Linked DNA regions of Sus scrofa: region 2 is linked to region 1. A link is a contact called in public HiChIP or PLAC-seq data. All regions are on one chromosome and are shown on one strand. Each heading gives the region's core, a stretch centred on a gene start, on an enhancer-like site or on the middle of the called end of the contact. The rest is flanking DNA. Distances are from core to core; before and after follow the strand shown.

Evidence for each region. HiChIP or PLAC-seq counts read pairs in DNA pulled down with a chosen protein or histone mark.
Region 2: a contact with region 1 is called in an H3K27ac HiChIP or PLAC-seq map of alveolar macrophages. The contact joins two enhancer-like sites. A contact is called at or near these places in 1 of 47 Hi-C or Micro-C datasets (embryonic fibroblasts) and 1 of 2 datasets of contacts at active chromatin or transcription factors (alveolar macrophages).

Annotation. Positions count from the first base shown.
Region 1 is chr8:45,574,202-45,579,618 of Sscrofa11.1, forward strand. PDGFC (platelet-derived growth factor C) reads right to left here. Exons shown (of 6, transcript XM_021101285.1): 6 at 4,864-5,417. Among named protein-coding and RNA genes, the nearest start is that of PDGFC, 230 kb to the right of the region's middle. Within about 2 kb of position 2,255, at least 2 of the 83 cell types and tissues checked have an H3K27ac peak or open chromatin away from gene starts, as enhancers often do. A contact at or near this core is called in alveolar macrophages, where this site is marked.
Region 2 is chr8:45,715,682-45,721,104 of Sscrofa11.1, forward strand. All of the region lies in intron 1 of PDGFC (platelet-derived growth factor C), which reads right to left. Among named protein-coding and RNA genes, the nearest start is that of PDGFC, 90 kb to the right of the region's middle. Within about 2 kb of position 2,345, at least 5 of the 83 cell types and tissues checked have an H3K27ac peak or open chromatin away from gene starts, as enhancers often do. A contact at or near this core is called in alveolar macrophages, where this site is marked.

The DNA.
Region 1 (5,417 bases), core at 1,005-3,504:
ATTACACCACAACTCAGAGCAATGCCAGATCCCAAGCCCACTGAGTGAAGGCAGGGATTGAGCCCAGAACACTAATCGGATTAGTTTCCACTGTGCCACAACGGAACTCCTATTTTTTCTTTTGTCACATGTTCTTTGGTGTCTTATCTGAAACATGATCACCTAATCTAAGGTCATCAGAATTTTCTCCTATATGTCTTTCTAAGAATTTCATACTTTTATCTCTTACATTTAGATCTTTCATTCATTTTGAGTTAACTTCCATATATGGTATGAGGTAAGAGTCCAAATTTTCCCTTTGCACGTGGATATCCAGCTGTCCTAACATCATTTGTTGAAAATACACTTTCACCATTGAATTGTCTTGGCACCCTTGTCAAAATCAATTGACAAGGGTTTATTTCTGGACTTTCAATTCCCTGCATGTCTAAACGTATTAGCCTTATCACACTATTTCTATATAGCTTTGCACTAAGTTTCAAAATTGGAAAGTGTAAGTCCTCCAACTTTGCAGGTCTTTTCCAAGACTTTTAGCTATTTTGGGTCCCTTGCATTTCCATATGAATTTTAAGGTCAGCATTCCTTTTCTGTTTAAAATAAGCTAGCTGGGATTGCATATATTATTTTTAAATAATAAAGTTATTAATATTAAAGGCTATACTTCCTACAAAATAAAGTCACTTTCTTAAATTTTGTATAGATTTATAATGAATAAAATTTATTCTAATGGTTTAGCAGGTATTAAAGTAACTGGATTGGTGTAGGGGATTGGGCAGATCCATTTTGAAGCAGATGACAAAAGGATATAATTAACATTTTAATACAAGAGAGGAAAATTATTGAAATTAACATTTTAATACAAGAAACAGATAAATGCAAGAACGTTCCACAGAGAGTGCTAGCATAGCAATATTTGGGAATATGCGTGTTTTCAGACTATGAGTATTCACTTGAACTCTATTAGGTCTGATGAGGGCAAATGACTCAAAAGACTTAAATGATGAGACGACTATGAATCATCCATTACTGATAGGTCTATATGTTCTCATTTTTTAAAGACTAAGTTCTGACTCAAATATTTAATTATATCATAAAATAAGTATCCATACTATGAATGCATTTAAGAATATAATGTATAAAGAAATTAATAAACTTCCTTTACTTTGAAAAGAAGTGGTATCTGAGAGAGGGTTGATAGGACAAACATTAACTGGAAACCAAACACAAGAGTTTCAAAGCATTGTTAGAGAGGAAAATAATTATATCACTTTATATCACAAGAGATAGACATTCTTGCAGCAGGCTCTACTCGTGTTGGCTGGTGCCCCAACATTACCTGTAGACTGGACTGATTAGAACTGAAAAGTACCTACTAACGCCTTCATTTTCCAGATTAGGTAGCTGAAATTCAGAAATACTTAGGGACACCAGGGTGCCTGATGTGCTATTTAAGAAGAAGTTGTTTGTTTGTTAGAATGAGGAGTCCAATGAGAAATCGAAATGAGAGGAGGTAATGATGACAGAATATGACCATATCTACCACTGAAATATTCCTGGGAGCATAGGAGAGATGGTGGCTAAGGCGGGAAACTAAGGTGGGAACTAAGGAAGAAAAATCTGACTGAAGAGTGGCATTGGAACTGAGAGTCGAAACAACATTACTGAGATAGGTTAAGGGTAGGAACAGCTCCAGAGGGAACACAGCTGTGCCAGCAGAGATTCACAGAAATAAGGTGTTTTCAGGAAGCAACATATACCAGAGTGTATGTTGGGCTTGGTGATGCAAAACCAGCAGAAACAACGCGCTTAAGAAGGATTTTGAGTGTCATGGGCAAAGAATTAAAATTTAATGTTGCAGAGTTCCATTGTAAAATTTCTACTGAAGTGACATAATTCAATATTTGAAGGACCCTTCAGTTGGTGGTGAGGAGGATGGATTGGGGGAGGGAGGTACAGGAGGAGTGGGATGTAGGACGAGAGGCAGGAAGGCTGGAAAAGAGGAGAGGCTCCACATATTGGAACGGGGCTAGAGGGTCTGAGGAGGGGAAGGAGAGGGAGAGAGGAGCCCAAGAGAGGTCATGAGGACAGAGTACGTGGGACTTCACGAATTACACATGAAGCAGGAAGGAAAAGCAGGACATAAAGCCAGTGATTATGAGATTTTCAATTTTTCCACTCCTTCTGTAATAGAGAAGAACAAATCTGACTCTGTATTAGATCTGTTCCTTTAACTTCTCTTTAACCCTTTTCCTCTGTCACTTGTGCTTAGTCATCCAGGCTCAGCACCTTTCGCAAAAGGATGCTGATGGTAGCTTGAAATATACAGGATAGCCTATTCTCAAGGCCATGACCTTTAAGAGTACTGCATGTTTAGATAAAAAGTTTTAGAATAGAGAATAACATTTGTTTTATTGGAGGTTTAAGGGAACATTGAGACCTGACCCACTTCAACAGCTACAAGAACAAATGATCTCTGCATGGAGAAGTTTGCAACAACCAACCACACTTCCACTCCCCACCCCTCTCTTCTTTCTTTTATAAAAGCAGCCTGAATTTTGAGTGAGATGAGATGCTTCTTTGAGACACTAGTCTGCTCTCTTTTTGGGTTGCTGGCTTTCCAAATAAAGTTGTTCCTTGCTCCAACAGTTTATCCCCTGCTTTGTTGGCCTGTTGTGTGGTGAGCAGAATGAGCTTGGACTGGGTAACATTTCCTACGAATGTAAAGAACAGTGACATTTATGATTTTAAATCCAATTATAATACATAATCAAAATATCAAAATCTTTTTGGAGATAAGGATTATTATAGAAAATGTTTATTTTCTGCTTTTCCTCAAACCCAATCACACCCACAGGAAACATGCCTCTGCAATAAGACAGAACAAATCTGACTCCATAGTGGATCTTTTTTTACTTTATCCTTTGTACTCTATTGCTACAAGTTAATGTTGTTGCCCATAGCCTGAAATACACAAGACTGTCATTCTCAAGGCTTATAACTCTTCAAGGGTATAACACTTTTCCAATTTAGAGAGAAAAAAATTTCAGAACAGAATAAGAACATTTGTCTTTCTGTAGAATTACAGGAACATTGTAACCTGACATATGTAGACAGGTGCAAGAACAAAGGAGTCTAAAACCAAGAAGTTTGCAAAAACCAACCATGCCCCTCCCTCACCTTGAATTTAAAAAAGATTTGCTGAGGTAGTTCCCATCCTGGCTCAGCAGTAAGGAGTGTGACTAGTATGCAGGAAGACCCAGGTTCAACCTGTGGCCTCACTCAGTGCATTAAGGACCCGGCGTTGCCATAAGCCATGGTGTAGGTGCAGAAGAGGCTCAGATCTAGGGTTGCTGTGGCTGTGGTGTAGGCCAGTAGCTGCAGCTCTGACTTGACCCTCAGCCTGGGAACTTCCATGTGCCACACATGTGGTCCTAAAAAGACAAAAAAAAAACCCCACAAAAAACAAAAAACAAAACAACAACAAAAAAAAACCGCTTTGCTGAAAAGTCTTCCAGGAGTTTAGTTGTTTCTTTTCACCAGCCACTGTTTTCTTGCATGGACCCTTTCTCTGCTCCAAACCTTGAAGTTGTGGTTTGTTTGGCTTCACTGTCCATCAGGAACATGAACTTGTGTTCCATAACACCGGGAATGGCTGAGGGCCACTGCTCTCCCCCAGTGCAGATTCCTATTATTCTGTCATTTGCACCCCATCAAAGTGCATATAAGGAATAGGAGATGAGGAAGAGGACTGAAATGAGATGTAGAAAGAAAAAAATTCGGACATGAAAGACTGCCTTGTGCCGATAAAATCTTGCTCCTTTATTTTAATGTAAATCACAAGGCAGAAGAGTCCATCTCAGGGACAAAGGCACACATCACAGATATCACAGAGTTTGTGGTCAATACAGTCACAACTTCTGGAATTCTGAGACATTATGGTCTTATTAGCCATTTATTTTTTTGGTAAAATGCAAGTTGGATCTATGATTGGGAAAGTACAACGAAGCTGGGCCTCACACCCCTCCCAAGCACTGGCAGGTACTTGTGCATGAGGCTACCTTTATAGAACCCATTTCTTTTGGCTTTCAACATTTTATAAGGAAACAAAACATAAATATTTAAAAAAATAAAAGGAAAAGAAGGTGCTCTATTCAATGGTTAGAAATGCTGAACAGGTCATTGACATTAGATTTCACAGCATTTTGACTATAGTAATGAGAATTGTCAATTGCCCAGAGGGTGATGTTGCATAGTTTTCCAGGGGAGCAGTTGGGCTGTATCTAGGCTGCCCCCACAGGGATGGGTCAAAACTATGGAAATAAGTCAGTAAGATAGAGCACATATTTTCACTTTGTCTTTCATGTGATTGGCTGCAGAGTAGGACTGCCAGGTGCAAAAGTGCTTCTTGCCTAGATAAGTCTTGGACCTAGATGACTCCTAGGCAAGTTCAAAGGCAAAGATCAGATACTGACGACATCAGCCTGCAGAGAGATCTACATCTGAACCTGAGGACCATGCCTGGAGTGTGCTGTGTAAAATATGTGGATCCACATGCCAGATGGATCTGCACTCACCCCTCTAGTATCAGGCACTGGAAATGAATACATGATGGGAAATTTACAGGCCCATCCCACCCGCGCCGAGTTTCATACTACCATACAGGCTATAAGCAAGCATTTCATTAATTACACACAACTTCATGTCATTTGCAATTTAATTTACCTGCAATCAGTATCAAGATGCCTGAGAAAAGGAAAACTCCTGCTCAAAAGCACTGGAGTCCAGAGGCTGGAAAGCCTCAATGGAAATGCTCTTTTCTGCTGGTCTTTTGCATTAATATCAGCTTTCCATAATAAAAATCACGGTAACACAAAACATAGTCACTTTTATTTTCTTGTAGTTTGAGACAAATCTTGGACACACACACTTAGTTTCTCCCCGAAATAGCTGCATTCTTTTATTTGGTGATTCAATACATTTTAATTCAAATAGTCACCACATAACCTAGGCACGATATTAAGCATTTTACAAGCAAAGTATTTGACTGGTTTTCCTTACCATTGCCAAAGAGTACAATAAGTGAATTGGTTAAAGGATATACTTCTGTACATAAAAATATCCATGTATTTATACAAGTGTATGGAACAGAGTCTAAAGATAATCTAACCAGAACATCACAATAAATAGGATGTGTTCCTACAGGATGGAAAAGCACCCTTTGTCAGGAAGCTGTCAAGTCTCTTTTTTTTCAAGGTGCTTTATGTTCTTCTGAGCTAGGCTCACATTTCCCAAGATAGGGTTAGGGGTTAGTAATGCCTGGATCTGGATGCCTAATCCTATATGCTGCTTCCTACTGGTGTCTCCAATAGTAGGAGTGGAAAACATAATTTATTTTCAAAGAGTCTTTGCAACTCACC
Region 2 (5,423 bases), core at 1,095-3,594, 140 kb after region 1:
AGAAGGAATGTCCTAACCTGAGCAGAAATAACATAGGAGGAGAAAAAGCACTCAAGCCTGCATGTCAGACATTGACATAAACATCTAATGTCTAAATATTTTACCAACAGATCTACTCCACAAACAGAAGATAAATGTGTACCTATTTTATCTAGTCTCTTCCATGTTAATAACATCCAGTGAAATCTTGCATTACATATATATCTTAAAACAAATGACTGGCATGACATTTCGTAAATGGATTGGTAAAAATGTAAGTTGCAAAATTTTCTAGGCTCTAATTTTATTTATTTATTTATGTATTTATTTATTGCTTTTTAGGGCCACACCCCTAAACATAAGTTTCAAAATTTTGTAGGCTTTAATTTTTTTTTTCTTTTTTTTTTGCTTTTAAGGGCATACGGAAGTTCCCAGGCTAAGGGTCAAATTGGAGCTGCAGCTTCCAGCCTATGCCACAGCCACGGCAACATGGGATCTGAGCCATGTCTGGGACCTACACCATAGCTCATGGCAACGCCGGATCCTTAACCCACTGAGCAAGGCCAGGGATCAAACGCACCTCCTCATGGATACTAGTTGGATTTGTTTCCACTGCACAACGGGAACTTCCTCTAGGCTCTAATTATTAATTAACTAAAATGCACTTGATAAGGCTTAGAATATCTGTGAACCCCTTTCAAGGCAGCATGTATGGCTTTATAACTTCATATTTCTACCAGTTTCAGTAGCAATGCCATATAAAAACAGAAATTTCAATGGATAATTCAAAATAAGCACTCATTTCTGTCAACTGGTTGCCATCTCATTTTGTATCCTAAGATCTGGGCATCTAGATTCCTTATTTTCAGCTTCCAATATAACTAAATAATCTTGGCAATCCTTTTGGTATCCTAGCACCACTTAGAGGTATATTTAATATTACACAACATTTATTGCCCCAGGTTGTTCATGATCACTTATAATTTTTGTTCAATTATTAAAATGTTGCATTGCAAAAGCTAAGCCATAGCCAGCTTAGCAGGAAATAAGATTTGAGATTGGGTGGAAGTGAAATAGGGACTTAGTTGGGAATAAGAACTGGGGGAGGTTATGTCAGAGCAAGAGAAACTTGTAGCAAAATCTCTTACATAAAACTATAAAACTGATGTAAATATATCTGAGGGGGCATTTTTTTAGAAACATAACTTATCCATCAATAACATGCCAATGTGGGGAGTTCCCATTGTGGTGCAATGGAAACAAATCCAGACAAAAAGCCAATGTGCTACAAATGATCCTGCAATGGTAACATCCACAGGTGACCCAAAAATTAACTGTTAATTCATTCATCATAATGGTTGTTTCCAGAAGACTTGTAGTTCTAGTCAAGGCATTTTTTGTTATTGAATCTATGCTTTAAAAAAAAGTTTTATATTTCTATTAATATATACCATTAATATTTGGTAGACACTATTTCCTTTCTCTTTTTGTCTTTTGAGGGCCATACCCATGGCATATGGAGGTGCCCAGGCTAGGGGCTGAATCGGAGCTGTAGCTGCTGGCCTACACCACAGCCACAGCAACCCAGGATCTGAGCTGAGTCTGCAACCTACACCACAGCCGGATCCTTAACCCACTGAGCGAGGCCAGGGATCGACCCTGCGTCCTCATGGATACTGGTTGGGTTCATTAACCACTGAGCCATGATGGGAACTCCAGTAGACACTATTTCACTAATACTCTAGCTGTCATCCTATACTCACTGTACTCTATTAACAGAATCTGGGTTTTTTCCCTTCCTTCTTAAGTCAGTCAGGTCCTTCAGGGCAGTCTGACCACCTTCACAGCCCAGCAGTGACTCATAAATGAACACAGGCAATTAACGGTGGCTTCTTGCCCTGCAGCCAGTAACTGTTCCAGACAGATGCCTGCAACCCAGTTCTGGCCAACAGAGGAAAAGTTGCCCTTAAAAAAAAAGAGATAGTTGTGGGAAGTTCCTGTTGCAGCTCAGAGGCAACAAATCCGACTAGTATCCATGAGGAAGAGGGTTTGATCTCTGGCCTTGCTCCATAAGGATCTGGTCTTGCCATGAGCTGCAGTATGCGGCTCAGATGGTCTTGGATCCAGTATGGTCTCAGATGCGGCTTGGATCTTATATTGCTGTGGCTGTGGTGTAGGCCTGCAGCTGCAGCTCCAATTCAACCCCTAGCCTAGGAACTTCCATTTGCCGCAGGTGCAGCCCTAAAAAGACAAAAAAAAAAAAGAAAGAAAAAAAAAGAGAGAGAGAGAGCTGTGGAGAGGCTTCCTTTTTCTGTGTCCAGACCAGCTATGAGGAAGTGATAAACGGGGATAAGGCTGAGGTCTAACATCTAAAGACTGAGGATGACGGGGAAGAAAGGTTTAAAGAGCCAGTGATTATGACACTGAGCCCCAGAATTAAGAAGCCTGAACTTGCCCAAAGGCTAGAATGCTTGTTCTATGAGACAGTAAATTTAATATTTAAGCCATGAATTGAATGTTTTGCTACTGGCAGCTATTAGTATCCTAAAAGATGACCCTATATTAGAAATTATGTATATGTATACCCATAATGTGCATCCTAAACCAAAGCCATATTATCTACTATTTTTTTTTTTTCCCTGAGTTCACAGCATATGGAAGTTCCCAGGCCAAGGATTGAGTCTCAGCCACAGCTACAACCTTCACAATAGCTGTGGCAATGCTGGATCCTTAACTCACTGTGTAGGCTGGGGATCAAACCGGTGCCACTGCAGAACAATGCCAGATCCTTAACTCGCTGCACCATAGCGGGAACTCCAATATGACCTACTATTAAGAAACTTCTTTCCGGAGTTCCCGTTGTGGCACAGTGGTTAACGAATCCGACTAGGAACCATGAGGTTGCGGGTTCGGTCCCTGCCCTTGCTCAGTGGGTTAACGATCCGGCGTTGCCGTGAGCTGTGGTGTAGGTTGCAGACGCGGCTCGGATCCTGCGTTGCTGTGGCTCTGGCATAGGCCGGTGGCTACAGCTCCGATTCGACCCCTAGCCTGGGAACCTCCATATGCCGCGGGAGCGGCCCAAGAAATAGCAGCAACAACAACAAAAGACCAAAAGACAAAAGACAAAAAAAAAAAAAGAAACTTCTTTCCATGGAGTTCCCTGGTGGCCTAGTGGTTAAGGATCCAGCATTGTTACTTCAGCTGCTTGGGTTGCTGCTGTGGCATGGGTTCAATCCTTGGCCCAGGAACTACTGCATGCTACAACTGCAGCCAAAAAAAAAAAAAAAGAGAGATGCTAAAAAACTTATTTTCTCATTCAAACATTCTTTAGGTTATATATATATATATATTCATCAGAACATGAGCAAGATTACCATGAATGTTTCTTACCATCACAGTTTGGCATAGGTGTGAAAATTTGATTTAGGAATGCGTTTACACCAATTATTTATTTAACAGTCTGTTAAATAACTAGCTGGAAAGATTTCCTCTAGCTGGAAAGATTTCCTCTAGCTGTGTTGTTTAGTGACAAGTGAGAAGAGAAGACACAACTCATTTCACTGCTATTGTGCATTCTCCACTTGTGATCAGCTCATTTCTCTTCCAGGAATAAGAACAGATTATGCAGGTTATCATCCAATAGGAGCACGAATATTCTGAAGTCACCTATTTTATCTGAACTCTTTCTTAGTAATGGGTTAATAACTAACACCATCACTGATGTAATGACATTTAAAAAAGAAAAAGAAATCAATCAATTTTTAAAGCAAATGTTTGAGTCCATGCTGGTCTCAGGACAAGGAGAACGGAAAAGTCCATATTCAAGATCAAGCTACTAGAGGAAAGGCAGAAAGGAACAACCTCTTTCCAAAGTAGTTCGAGGAGCTTTTGGTTAGGAGTCTCCTTTAAAATATTACTCTTCTGAATCTCTTCGTGATAAATATCCAACAGGAAATTAAAGCATGGTTACCATGTGTATGTGAACCCCAGGTCAAACAGTCCTTGGAGGTTATAATGTCCAACCATGGAGGGAGGGGGGAGGAGAGGTCCCTGAATCGGTCAACAGTCACCCTTGTTCTCACAAGCATAGGAGAGTGAACTGATGAAAATGCAGCTCTGCCCCAGAGCCCCAGGTATATACAGTTCCCTTTGCTACAGATCATCAGAACCATCCCACTCACCTTGGTACTTAAACAACATAAAGAAAGAAACAACTTACCATTGTGATACGTCATTTAAGGTTGCAATTAGCTACCTGGCCTCCTCTGAAACATTGTTTTAGAATTCAACTTTGTGGATAAGCAATGAGGTCCTGCTGTGTAGCACAGGGAACTGCATCCAGTCTCTTGGGATAGAAGACAGTACGAGAAAAAGGATATATATATAGGTATGACTGGGTCACTTTGCTGTGAAATTGGCACAAGATTGTAAACCAACTATACTTTAATCAAGAAATTAAAAAGGAATTCTTTGTGCCCATGTTTATACTTATTTATAACTTAATTTAGTTCAAGGAATCCCTTAGAGACACAAGATCTGTACTGATCATAAATTCAGACATCAAGTTAGGTTTGAGATAAAAATATTTTCCAAAGGGCATCCGCATCCCTATCACATGCTGCTTGTTGCTTCTTCTTGGCCCATCACTCAGAAATCTGTCCTCAGAAGATCCTCTGCTGCATATTCTCCCTAACTTTTTTATTGATGGATTTTTTTACCTGTTGCTTGGATTCCTCTCACACCACTCAATGTTGTTCCATCTTTTATTTGTAATTCATGTCCTTCTTTCTTAGTGTTTCATCTGTTTTTCCTCTGATGCCCCCCCCCACAAAAGCGTATATTTATTGTTTGTCCATTTTGTATCCTTTACCAATTGGTATTCAAAGCTTTAGCAGCTACTTAGATGATGTTAAGCATAATATATTGGGGATAAAAGGGCACATAGAACTCTCCCATAAGGAGAGATGACAGGGACTGTTCATCTAAGAACTACAGGCTTGAGAAAAAATTGTTTTTTCAAAGTCAGTCTGTTCAATCCCTTAAGTTACTCTTTAGGGCTAATGTAACACTGAACTGCATGGCATGAAATGATCGCTTTGTGAACCGCCCTCAGAACTCCAAGAGAACAAACACATTGTGTGTCTACAAGTGATGAAGAAATCAGACACCCATTATTCTGGGTGATTACAAACCTCCCATTTTTCACTCAAAGCTATTATCTTTAGAAATCTAGCTTTCATGCCCAGACACAGGCCTATTCGCCCCTCAGTCATGATTTAACTCTATTCATGGCTATTACTTTTTCCTCATCTTTTCATCTACCCAAATACCCAGCTGTGTCTGCAAGGTCTCACATACAGATCCGGTAGTTTCTCTAAACATCACATCTTGAGATTATACACCCAGCCGAAGGTGCTTGGCACCTTATGCTTTCTCAGAAACAT